Regions from separate parts of the Arachis hypogaea genome. Here region 2 is linked to region 1. A link is a contact called in public Hi-C data. All regions are on one chromosome and are shown on one strand. The core of a region is the stretch at or near the end of the contact, and the rest is flanking DNA. Distances in the headings are between cores, read along the strand shown.

Region 1 (5,507 bases), core at 1,383-3,882:
AAGATATAAAGGTAGGTATACGCATAGGTATTTGTAATTGTCAACAACAAATTTATTTCCATCCACAACCACAGCAACATGAACAATACCACTAAGGTCATTAGGGTGCTCATGGTGTGTACTTTCATATTAGTACTCCCATGTCAAGCGCCAAATAATTCAAAGACCACAAACATCTATTGCACCTTCAATTTAGTTGGATCATGCCATCATAATATTATGATTTCCAATGCTTATTTAGTATTTACTTAAACAAACTTGAGAAAAAAAATAACCACAACAGCTATCACCTTTTTTTTTGTTTTATACAATATTATATGCAACAACTCTTAAAAGTGGATCGCTATATAATTCAATCTCTCGACACTTATTTGAGTGGATGAGTAAATTGATCACTTGAACAATTTAAATTAATTTAACAACTATAACAACAATAAGCATGAAACTTATGATATTTGTCGTTGTACTTAATGTTCTATGTTTTTTTTTTTTTGTACTTAGTGTTCAATGTTCTTTTTCTTTTTCATTTTTGTTGATGTACCTTCTCCTGTTTATTTGCTTTTCAAAGAATTTTCAAAGAGTTGGATACCGATTTACCTATATATTATGACTTAATTTTTTCCATTTGAGGGATATAATTTTGCTTTAAAATATTGAGTTGTCATTGTTTAATTGAGTTCTTTATTTATTATAGAGAATTTTGCACCACAATTCCTAATGATTTTAGATTAAAAAAATTAAGCTCTCTCTCCCATATGTTTTTTTATCCACTTAGTCATTTATCAATTTATTCTATAGTTAAAATCATAATTGTAAATTTCTGACACTTGATAGTGAATTTTGCGCACTTTATTCTCTAATTGGTTTTCTTTTATATTAATGGTATGTATTAATTGCTTCACAACATTAGTATTTGATATTTTTCTTTCAGTTGTTATGTCCTTAGTTGGATGAAGTGGATCTGATGCAAAATTTGAATATTTATGGTTTGGAGTGTATATTCATTTTTTTTAAAAAATCATGAAGCTTTTTATTTTTTGCTGCTTTAGCTTTTATTATTGTATATTCACGCTTTAACTACACAAATTATATCTTTTTCAACTAATTTTTGTTGAGATAGTGAATTGTCTCTTATCTTAAAAAATTTATGTTTGGCAAATATATGCATTTAAACTATTTTTTTCAATTTTTTTGAAAGCCTCTGTTTCTATAGAATTAAGATAGTTCTTTCTTAGACTCTTCTATTTATGTGAACCTATTATTCTACATAATGAGCATTTAGAGATCAACCATTTTGCATTGTATGCAATGTGCATCCTGTTTTTTTTTTTTAAAAATAGCTATTCATATTTCTTAAATGATTGAGCTATGAAATTTTCAAAAAAACTTGCTTATGTAATATATAATATTCTGTGCTCTTTTGAAAGTCCATAATTGTATTTCTTTTATTATTATTATTATTATTATTATTATTATTATTATTATTATTATTTTGACTGTTGCTCTATTAATGTATATTTATAATTTTACATGACTTTTGTGGTATTATGTAGCATATAAAGTTGGTGACACTGCCATTGCAATGTTAGATGATCTTAATCGTAGGAAATGGCTCTTCCTCTCTGATGTGTGTTATTATCTATGAGACGATGACTATTAATAAATTATAAGGTCAAACATATGGGTCTATACTTGTCGAAGCATGTTTTTACATACAGACAATTTTATATTACTCTTTCAAAAGTTAAAATCAAAATTAAGATTAAGGGTATTAGTTTAGAATAATTCATTCAAGGCAAAAGGTACAATCATAAATGTTGTTTATTGACAATTTAGTTGATTATATATAATTTTAAAATTTATTTAATATGTAATTTTAGATATTTATATTCTTCTATAAATTTGTTACTTTTTTGTAAAAATTATTTTTGGATACTTATTCATTTTAGTTTATAATTTTCCTATCCTGTATTTATTGTAATTAAACGATAATCTTAATCTTAATTTATATGTTTTTACAATTTTTTTAAAAGTAAAATTAGATCATTTTATTCTTACGATCTCACTTAAAATAAAAAATTTATATTTAATTAATTATTCTAACAATAACTTAATATTACCTAATTTTTATTAAATTTAGCATATCTGTGCATCATACAAACATTTCGCTCTTTTAACAACTATAACAACAATGAGCATGAAACTTATTATATTTGTCGTTAATGATTTAACTACGTATAAAGTAATGTTTACTACTATACATTCTATATGATATGATGAGGAGCATATCTTTTATATTTGATGAATAAAAGTATTATTTTCTTTAAATCAATTATGCATAATTATAAAAGATTAGGATTATTTTTGTCCGTTGACATAGAAAATGTGTCCCTAACAATTTAGGGTGTGTCTTTAGTGTTTTTTTGTTTTGTTTTATGTGGATGCACTGTATTTTTGTTTTGATCATGAAGTTCAAGTAATGTCAACAAACGGATCCATATTTTTCTCAGTTTTGATCAAGGTTGCAATGATGGATCCACTTTCAAAAACAGGTACCCAAGGCCCACATTACTTTTTGAAAGCATACGATATATTTTCTACTGCTCTCACTTATATATGGGCCATCAGTCCAAACTAAAAGTGAAAATAAAAACTTCTTTCGTATTTAGTCACCAAAAACACACCCTTTGTATTCTATGAGAGATAGAAAAACGCAATCTATGACCAAAAAGAAAAACCGCAATAATTTTTTATATTCAGACCAAAAAAAGAGAAAATATTTTTTTTGGGTTTACAAAGGGGCCAAGGCCCAAACAAAGAAAACATTGACCGAGACTTATAGGCCAAGAGTTCCAGTATTTAATAGTAGAAAATACTTTCTTATCATACAATGAATAATTGAGCAAAAACAATAATTTTTTTTATGATGAGAGAGGGTTCCTTTACTTCCCGTATGTGTCGTTGATGTAATCTTTTGGGCTTTGTAACTCCGTTTTTGTACAAATAAAAACAATTTTTTTCATATTCAGACAGAAAATAAAAAAGAGAAAACAGCGCCTTCTTATCATGCAATGCGTAATTGAGCAGAAATTGGTCAATTTATTCAACAATTGACAGAAAAACAAAACATATAATTAACTTCTATTGTAAAACAAAAACAGGACAAAAATATTCTAATATACTATTTCAATCACGAATTTTTGTCAGCAATTGTGATGTTGTGAACTAAAATATTTTCCGGTTTAATGGCCAATCCAAGATTTGAAAATTTTATTTTTATTTGTACCATGAACTTAATTAAAATAATAAAAAAAAAGCTATCTTATTTAGGAAGCAATCTATCACATGTCATTGATATATCTGTATGGCATGAAGGGTCACCGTACCTCAATACTTATACACGCAACTCTCCAATCATTTATATGATTACAAAAATGATGTAAAAGAAGAGTTAAATTCTAAAGTGGTTTCTGAGATTCACGAATTATACCGTTTTAATTTCTGACTTATTAATTACGCTGTTTATGTCTTTGAATTTGTTAAAAATACATCAAATTGGTCCTTCACCACATCTCTGACCAGTTTACCTGCCGTCGATAGTGATATAGCACTGAGATGGCAAATGAGTGCCATGCTATCGTTTTACTTTTGGCGCTAAAATAAAACCTTCGTGGAATGACGTTGTTTGACAAATTTTGGAGAACTAATAATAAATAACCCCAACGTTTGTGATCACTTCATCATCATCATCTTCTTTTTCTTCTTTCGAATACCAACACTCCGCGCTATGAAATTCTCAGTCCTGGCTACTATCTAGGGTTTGAAAGGTAAAACCATTCGACTTCGTAGAGTTCGCTCATACTCTGATATTCGTGTGTGATCGTTGTCGTTGACGGAAGAAGAAAGATTTCTTCACGAACACACAAAAGTAAGGTTGTATTGGAAAAAAAATAATGCTTTTCAAGTTAAAATTATGCATCATTGTGTCTGTCTGGTCAGAATTTCATGTAGGTTGATGAAAATTTAAAGTTGTTCGTTATCTGCTAAGATTTTTGTGGACAGTAAAGGAATTTTTTTCATGCTCTGTTTTTTAATGTAATCTTATTTGGGTTGGTTGATGGATGTTTCTGGATTTTTTATTTGTGGTTGAGTGTCATAATTTGTTGTTATATGTGTGAATATGTTTGTTTGATTCTTCAATTTATTTTTTCTTATAATGCAGATAGAGACTTTGATAGATATTATGTTCCATCATGGGGGAACATTTAAAAAGAATAATGATGGAATACTAATGTACTCACTGGACAATAGAACTTGCTTAGGAGATTTAGATGAGGATACATTATTAGATGTCTTCTTCGTAAAAAACTATTACAAGGAGTTTGGGTATGATAAGGTAGTTCAGTGTTGGTGGCTACCTTTGGAAAGGAGTTTAGAAGGTGGACTGAGAGCTCTTACAAGTGATGATGAGTTAAGAAAGATGTGCTTTCATGAATAGAGGAATGATGGAGTTATTGATGTGTATTTTGAGCATGGAGTGTCCACACCAAAATTACTAGTAGGGAAGGAAGTTGTGATATGTCTTGATGATGGAGAAGAATATCTAGTGAGGGAGACTTGGTGAGTAAGAAGAACACAAGTAAGGGTCCTAAATCTGATGCTAATACCTCCAACCCAATTACAGAACCGAATCCAGAATCTGTTTCATTCCCCAACCCAAGCCATGTTGATACAAATGCCAACCTAAGTCCTATCCCGAATCCTATCCTGAACCCTCCTGAAACCAACTCTGACCTATTTCAAACCCTACTAATGCCAAAAATTCATCACTATTTTTGTGTGTGGCATCTGTGAAAAAATATAAACAATAAAAAGACCTTGAGTTGAGAGGACTTCTTTAAAGATGTGCCATATCAACAACATTCCTTGATTTCATTGACAATTTGAACAAGATTAAGAGGGTGAATGAGGAGGCTTGGGATTATCTCAACACATGGCCTGGAAAGTCATGGACAAAGTCACAATTCAGCCATAAGCCAAAGCTGGATAACATTTGTAACAACACCTATGAGATTTTCAACACAAAAATCAAAGAGGCAAGAAGCAAACCCATCATCACATTACTTAAAGAGGTGAGAATGTTTGTCATGAGATCTACCGCAAAGAATAAGGTAAAGTTGGCCAATCATGTTAGCAAATTTCCCTTATAATTTAAAGTTGCTTAGAGAAAGTCAGAAAACAATTAAAGAATTGGGTCCTTATCCAGAATGATGATGAAAACTATGAAAAATTTGAGGTACATGGTCCTCTAACAAAGATGGTGGTGGATCTTAGAAAAAGAGTATACACTTGCCAATTCTAGATGTTAACTGGTGACTTTTAAAGCTTATTGTTACTTACCTTTTAAAATTTGTGTATTAATTAATTTGATGATGATCTCACTTAGCATTTGTGTAACTAAATATAGGTATTCTCTGTGTTCATGTTTATGCTGCCCTTGCAAGGGT
Region 2 (5,507 bases), core at 2,198-4,697, 52 kb after region 1:
AAAAAAAAGAAGGTTAAAAACATTAAATATATGTTTAGCATGCCACCAAAAGTGCAGGATACAATCACAAAATAGTAAAATTTTAAAATCAGAATCTGATATAGACAACATTTCATTAATTGGAGCAACATAGAAAAACTGACTCAACTAGATGATAACTAAATTTTACTCAACTAATTCAACAATGGAAGTATCCTCAACACACTACAATATTCACTTTTATTATCTATCATCCAACCAAACAGATAGCTAGGGGCATTTATTGTAATCTTGAGCAAAATCATAAACATTTCATGGATTTGAGAAGACAATGATGTAAAAAATGATACAAGAAAAATCATATCAATGTACATGTACATGTAAATTAGCCATTTCAAACACATGCTGAAAGTGTTTTGGCAATTTTCCCTTCAAAACTTACTGTTCTGCCATTCTCTGCTTTGCAACTCTTTTCAAACTAGCATATTATGTAATCATGTATATAAAAACCAACACTTCTAACTAACTGGTCGGCGATACAGTCATGTTCATTAGGACTTCATCGGTGTCCGGCAGATTTCTGACCTCATTGAGAATCCTGGTAAGTTCTTTTGTCAGTTCACTTCGAGCATAGTCAGATCGTTCCTTTGTAATCGAGGATTCTGAAAATAAAGTTTCGGCTAGGGACTGGTACTCTTGAAACCACTCCCCATCAGTAATTTGATTGTTGTGATCATCATCAATCAGTAAAGTACATTCCCGTCTCCATCTGCTTAAATAGTATTTGTCAGGCAGCTGAAAGTAATTCTTTAAGATGAACACACGAAGAGCATGTCTGCATAATATCCCAGAGGATTCAAATTCCTTGCAAGAGCAGTGAATTTGTTCGTCTTCGGCCAACCATATTACAAGCCGTTCTCCATCCATACTTTTGAAATGCCGCACAATATACGATCCATTGGCCATCTCAGATGCAGCATATTGCATGGCCAGCAATAACTCTTGCTGCAAAGCATTAAAAGCAAAAGGCGTGAGGATACTCCGTGCATGCTCTTCAACAGGTATGCAAGTTTTCAGATGCATATAGTGAGTCTCCTGATGCGCTTGATGTTGGATGTTCGCAGAAATGCCAATCTGCAACAATTTGAAACAGTGAATAATTATATCACTGGTATAGTAAACAATGCTAGTGCGAGCGTAGGAGGCAAATTACTTCTTACTAGTATACATACCTGCTCGAAAAAGCTACGCAAACATGTTTGTGCGGCGAAGATCCCTTTCAGAAAAGCATCTATTGATTTTGAGTAAGCTATTGTAGACATTCGAGCTAGAAAGTAACCTCTCACATAGGATTGTGCCCAGGATGCTCGAACAGAATACAGTAAACCAATGTGTTTATCTGAACCAAATCCAAACACAGAAATCATGTCTCTCCACTGTAGTTCAAACTCCTCGGTATTCTCAATTTGAATTAATGCATCAAACATGGATTTAAATTCTGCATAGCGTGGCCCAACATGAAGAGAAAACCAACTTGGTACCTTGTATAGAATATTCCATGGTGGAATGACATGTTTAGTTCCTGGATATTCGCTTCTAATGGCATCTTTAAGCCCGGGGTCAAGATCAGTTAGAATTGTTTGTGGACATCTTCCGTTCATGAATCGGACAAAAGTCTGTATCGAGGGATAATCATCATAAGAGGATAATTATAAAGGCAGAAGTAAAATCTTAGAGAGTATGCTAGTAGTAAACCTGCAATGCCCATGAGAAGGACTGAGGAGTTTCATCCTGCAACAAAACAGAACCGAAAAAGATGGTTCTGCCACAGCTATCAATACCAAACCACACTCCAAAGAGCAATCCATAAGTGATTGATCGATATGTCGTGTCGAAATAAACTACATCCCCAAACATAGCATTTGCATTAACAGAGTCACCATATGACCAAGCTACATTTTCAACTTTATCATTCTCATCCACTGTAAAATCATAAACAAAGTCAACATCAACTTCTTTCATGGCTTTGCATGCCTCAAGAAGTTCTGATAGATCGTTTTCTCTCTTCTCACTGAGCAATGCCTCGTTCTCTTGAACAACCTTCTTACGGTTTTGAACAAAGTTCCTCACATCCCTCTCCAAATAGGGCAATTGCCCACCTTGAATCCCCTTTTCCAGCTCTAACATCTTCACTATCCGATGTATCGGAAACCCTGCTTTAGAAAGCAATAGTATGCGCTCTTGATCGGCCTCGTGAATCTTTCGATAAGCCGGAAGAAGGCGCACTTGGTCATCTTCCAATAGCTCATGATTGTGGATATTGCTGAATTGCACAACAAACCACTGGGAAACACCTTCAACCACCTCCTTAGACAGATACATTTTCGCATCGCATCCACACCTAACCGATTTCCTATCTCTATGGTGTTCTCCATTGGGCTTCCTCTTCACCGGGGCGAATCCAGAACGGTAACAAACAAAGTCACGCTTGTAAATCCCCAACTGGGGGCTAACCCTAGACCTTTCCTTCCTAACAGAAAACCCATTCTTTCTAGCAAAATTGCCATAATACTCAAAAGCTTCATCATCACTCTTAAATACCATTCCAACATATGGGGTGATCATGGCACCGGATGAAGCTTTTTCTGCCTTTACCAATTCTTCTGCTCTAGAACCTTCATCAGAATCACCCTCATATGTAATGTAACACTTCCAATCCCCACAAGGGCATTGTTGCCTCCTAATCCATAAGTTTTTTGAAGGTATGGAAGTCATTGTCCAGCTTCAAATTTGAGTGTCGAAATCACTTAAAGTTACACACTTTTAAGCGACCCAGAACCATGTAAGCATTTACAAGCATAAGCAAACACCTAGAAAGAAAAAGACAGACAGAATTGAAAAAGAAAAAGTGGGCAACCTAATTATTTTTAAGAAAAAGAGAGACTTTTTTAATACCACGAAATTTTCAAAGCAAAAGATTGAAAATTGCGGAAATGAGTGAATTTTTTGAGCTACAAAGTTTGAGGGAAGTAGGTATGAGTTGAAGAATCGTACCAGAGATAAAGTAGCAGAGAGTACTTAAACCCCTTCCTTGTTTCTCTAATTCTGATTTGTCTCTTGATCCTCCTGTTGTTTCTGTTCTTTATTACAGGTTCCGAGAATTCCCTCAAAATTGAAGAAAGAAACCATTTTTGGGTGGGAAAGGGGATTTTTTTTTTTTGGGGGGGTGGCAATTTTCGCTTTTTGCTCAACTAAATTGAAATCCACTTTGGATATTGGGCTAGGGTTTTTATGGGCCAATTGAAAAACCAAAAGGATCCAGTCCAAAAAAAAAGAAAACAAGAGGAGAGGTTGTTCTTGTTTGGTTAATTTCATTAATTTGACAGAATTTTGCACAATTATGGAAGTCAATTTCTGAGTTGAAATACTAGATGCAACTTTCTGAGGTTCCTATTCTTGATTTGTGCCTAATTGATGTTATGCCCTTTCTTTTTAATGACACTCTTGCTATTGTTCAACTGGGCCTAAAAAGGTGCTGTAGAATAAAGTGCATTCATATGTGAATTTTGCAAAAGGAAAAAAAAGAAGTTTGCTTTTCATTTTTTGGAAAGGCTGGATTAAAGTGATTGTGATCCCATGATTGTACTAGAAAATGTATGAAAAGTTTTACCATTATATGTTTTCTTATTCAGTATTCCCCCAACAATAATGCACATTCTCACTTCTGATATTGTGAACTAATGTTGTTGAATATGGATAGTGTTGTTCTTATTACCTATTGCCAAAGGAGAAATGGTACAAGGCTTTTGGACAATACATACATGGTGACAAAAGGAGCAGACTCATGCAGAGATTCTCTCTTTTTCTTCATCTTCACCTTTGTATCTTTCTCTCTTTATGTATATGCATTCATGTCTTAATTGGGCATGACTCATGCAGAGATTCTCTTGGACCTATATCCTAACACTGCCAAATACATACATGATTTTAGCAGCAGCCAGCAACCACTCTCTTGGAAGTAGCTATGCATTTTTTTTTTCTTCACTGCAATTGTTTCAACATGATTCTGATCCATCTCAAATAAGTGTCTATCTTTGACTTTTCATTTAGATTAAAAAATAATTGAATTGTGTTAGATTAGAATTATAAAAGTTACTAATTAAGTTACAAGATTACTTTCCATAACAAATCTTTGGAAAGAGAGGGAATATTATCAGTCATGGGGACTAGAGCCACTCAAGTCTCAATCAATGAAGCTCATGTTTTGCATTGTTTGATACTTTGATCTGAATATATATTGAGTGGCACAGTTAGACACAGAAGAAGAACACTGGCAAAAATGGGCCTTCCAACAAAATTGTCACTCTCATAGTAATCAGAGCAAATTAAAGTGATGCATTTAAATTCACAAGACACACATAAAAAGGGATCTGACATCTGAGAGACACAAACAAAATTCTCATTTCTATGTTTTTACTTCTTCACTCAGTACTAAAAATTGATTAAAAATGTTCAAATAGACTCAGACTCTATCTTTCATTCATCTATACTGTATTATATGTGGTGGAGTAAAAGGAATTCCAGTATGAAACGAAGAAAAAAAAAAAGATAACAACTTCATAAATAGTATATATGGAAAGTGCTTTAAACCAAGAATTGCACCTCATCAATGGACTATGGAGGCAATGGGGATTGAGAATAAAGTTATATGTAAACATAACAACACAATATAACGTAGGAAGGGTTTCAAGTGTACTGGTAACACCGATATTCCAGTTGTTTTAACCGTTGATCTAAACTATAAAAAATATATATAATATATATTAATTGAAATCAACGGTTAAAATAACTGGAATACTGGTGTTCCCGACACACTTTAAATTTTTCCTATAACATATAGACATAGTATTAATACCTATGATGAATACGGACACGGGACACGACACGACATACATGCAGACACACGAATATTAGATTCTTATAAGACACGCGTGTAAGACGAATGTCGTATCCGAAATGTATTCAATACGCAGACATGACAACCCAGCAAAGTATCCATGTTTTATAGATTAGGAAAAACTACTAAAAGTACCCATAAAGTTTACGAACGCTGACAAAAGTACCCATAAACTAAGGAAATTAACGATATACCTATGGAAGATGGATTTTGTATGACAAAAGTATCCAAATCCTAATTTTTTGTTGATTTTTTAATAAAATTTCCAAACTACCCCCACTCTCAACCTCAACTCACTTTTCCAACCTTCCATAACCCAACCTGCACCTTTAAAATCTTTGTTATGGAGTTCAAAATTACTTCTATAATAGACCAGGCCGAAATCAATGGTAGTGGTGGTAGAGGACTTCGACCGGTTCTTGGCAGATAAATTTAGTATGGTGAGCTCTTTTTCATTTTTTTTACCACATCCCTTCACACAAAGAAAGCCCCCAAATTAAGAAAAAAAAAAAAGGAAAAAACAACTGAAACGACTAAAAACTGCTTCTTTATAATTCTTTCTCTGATTCTT

Evidence for each region. Hi-C and Micro-C count contacts between places; a contact is called where the count stands out from the background.
Region 2: a contact with region 1 is called in a Hi-C map of leaf, with 4 times the contacts expected there. The contact joins the promoter of LOC112741324 here to the enhancer-like site in region 1. A contact is called at or near these places in 2 of 8 Hi-C or Micro-C datasets (leaf and an unstated tissue).

Annotation. Positions count from the first base shown.
Region 1 is chr14:7,929,324-7,934,830 of arahy.Tifrunner.gnm2.J5K5, forward strand. No RefSeq gene overlaps it. Among protein-coding and RNA genes, the nearest start is that of LOC112741323, 11 kb to the left of the region's middle. Within about 2 kb of position 2,633, at least 3 of the 3 cell types and tissues checked have open chromatin away from gene starts, as enhancers often do.
Region 2 is chr14:7,980,308-7,985,814 of arahy.Tifrunner.gnm2.J5K5, forward strand. It overlaps LOC112741324 (putative protein FAR1-RELATED SEQUENCE 10), which reads right to left and starts at 3,448. Exons shown (of 4, transcript XM_025790259.3): 1 at 3,034-3,448; 2 at 1,735-2,849; 3 at 1,212-1,655; 4 at 192-1,113. The coding sequence starts at 2,754. The coding sequence ends at 502.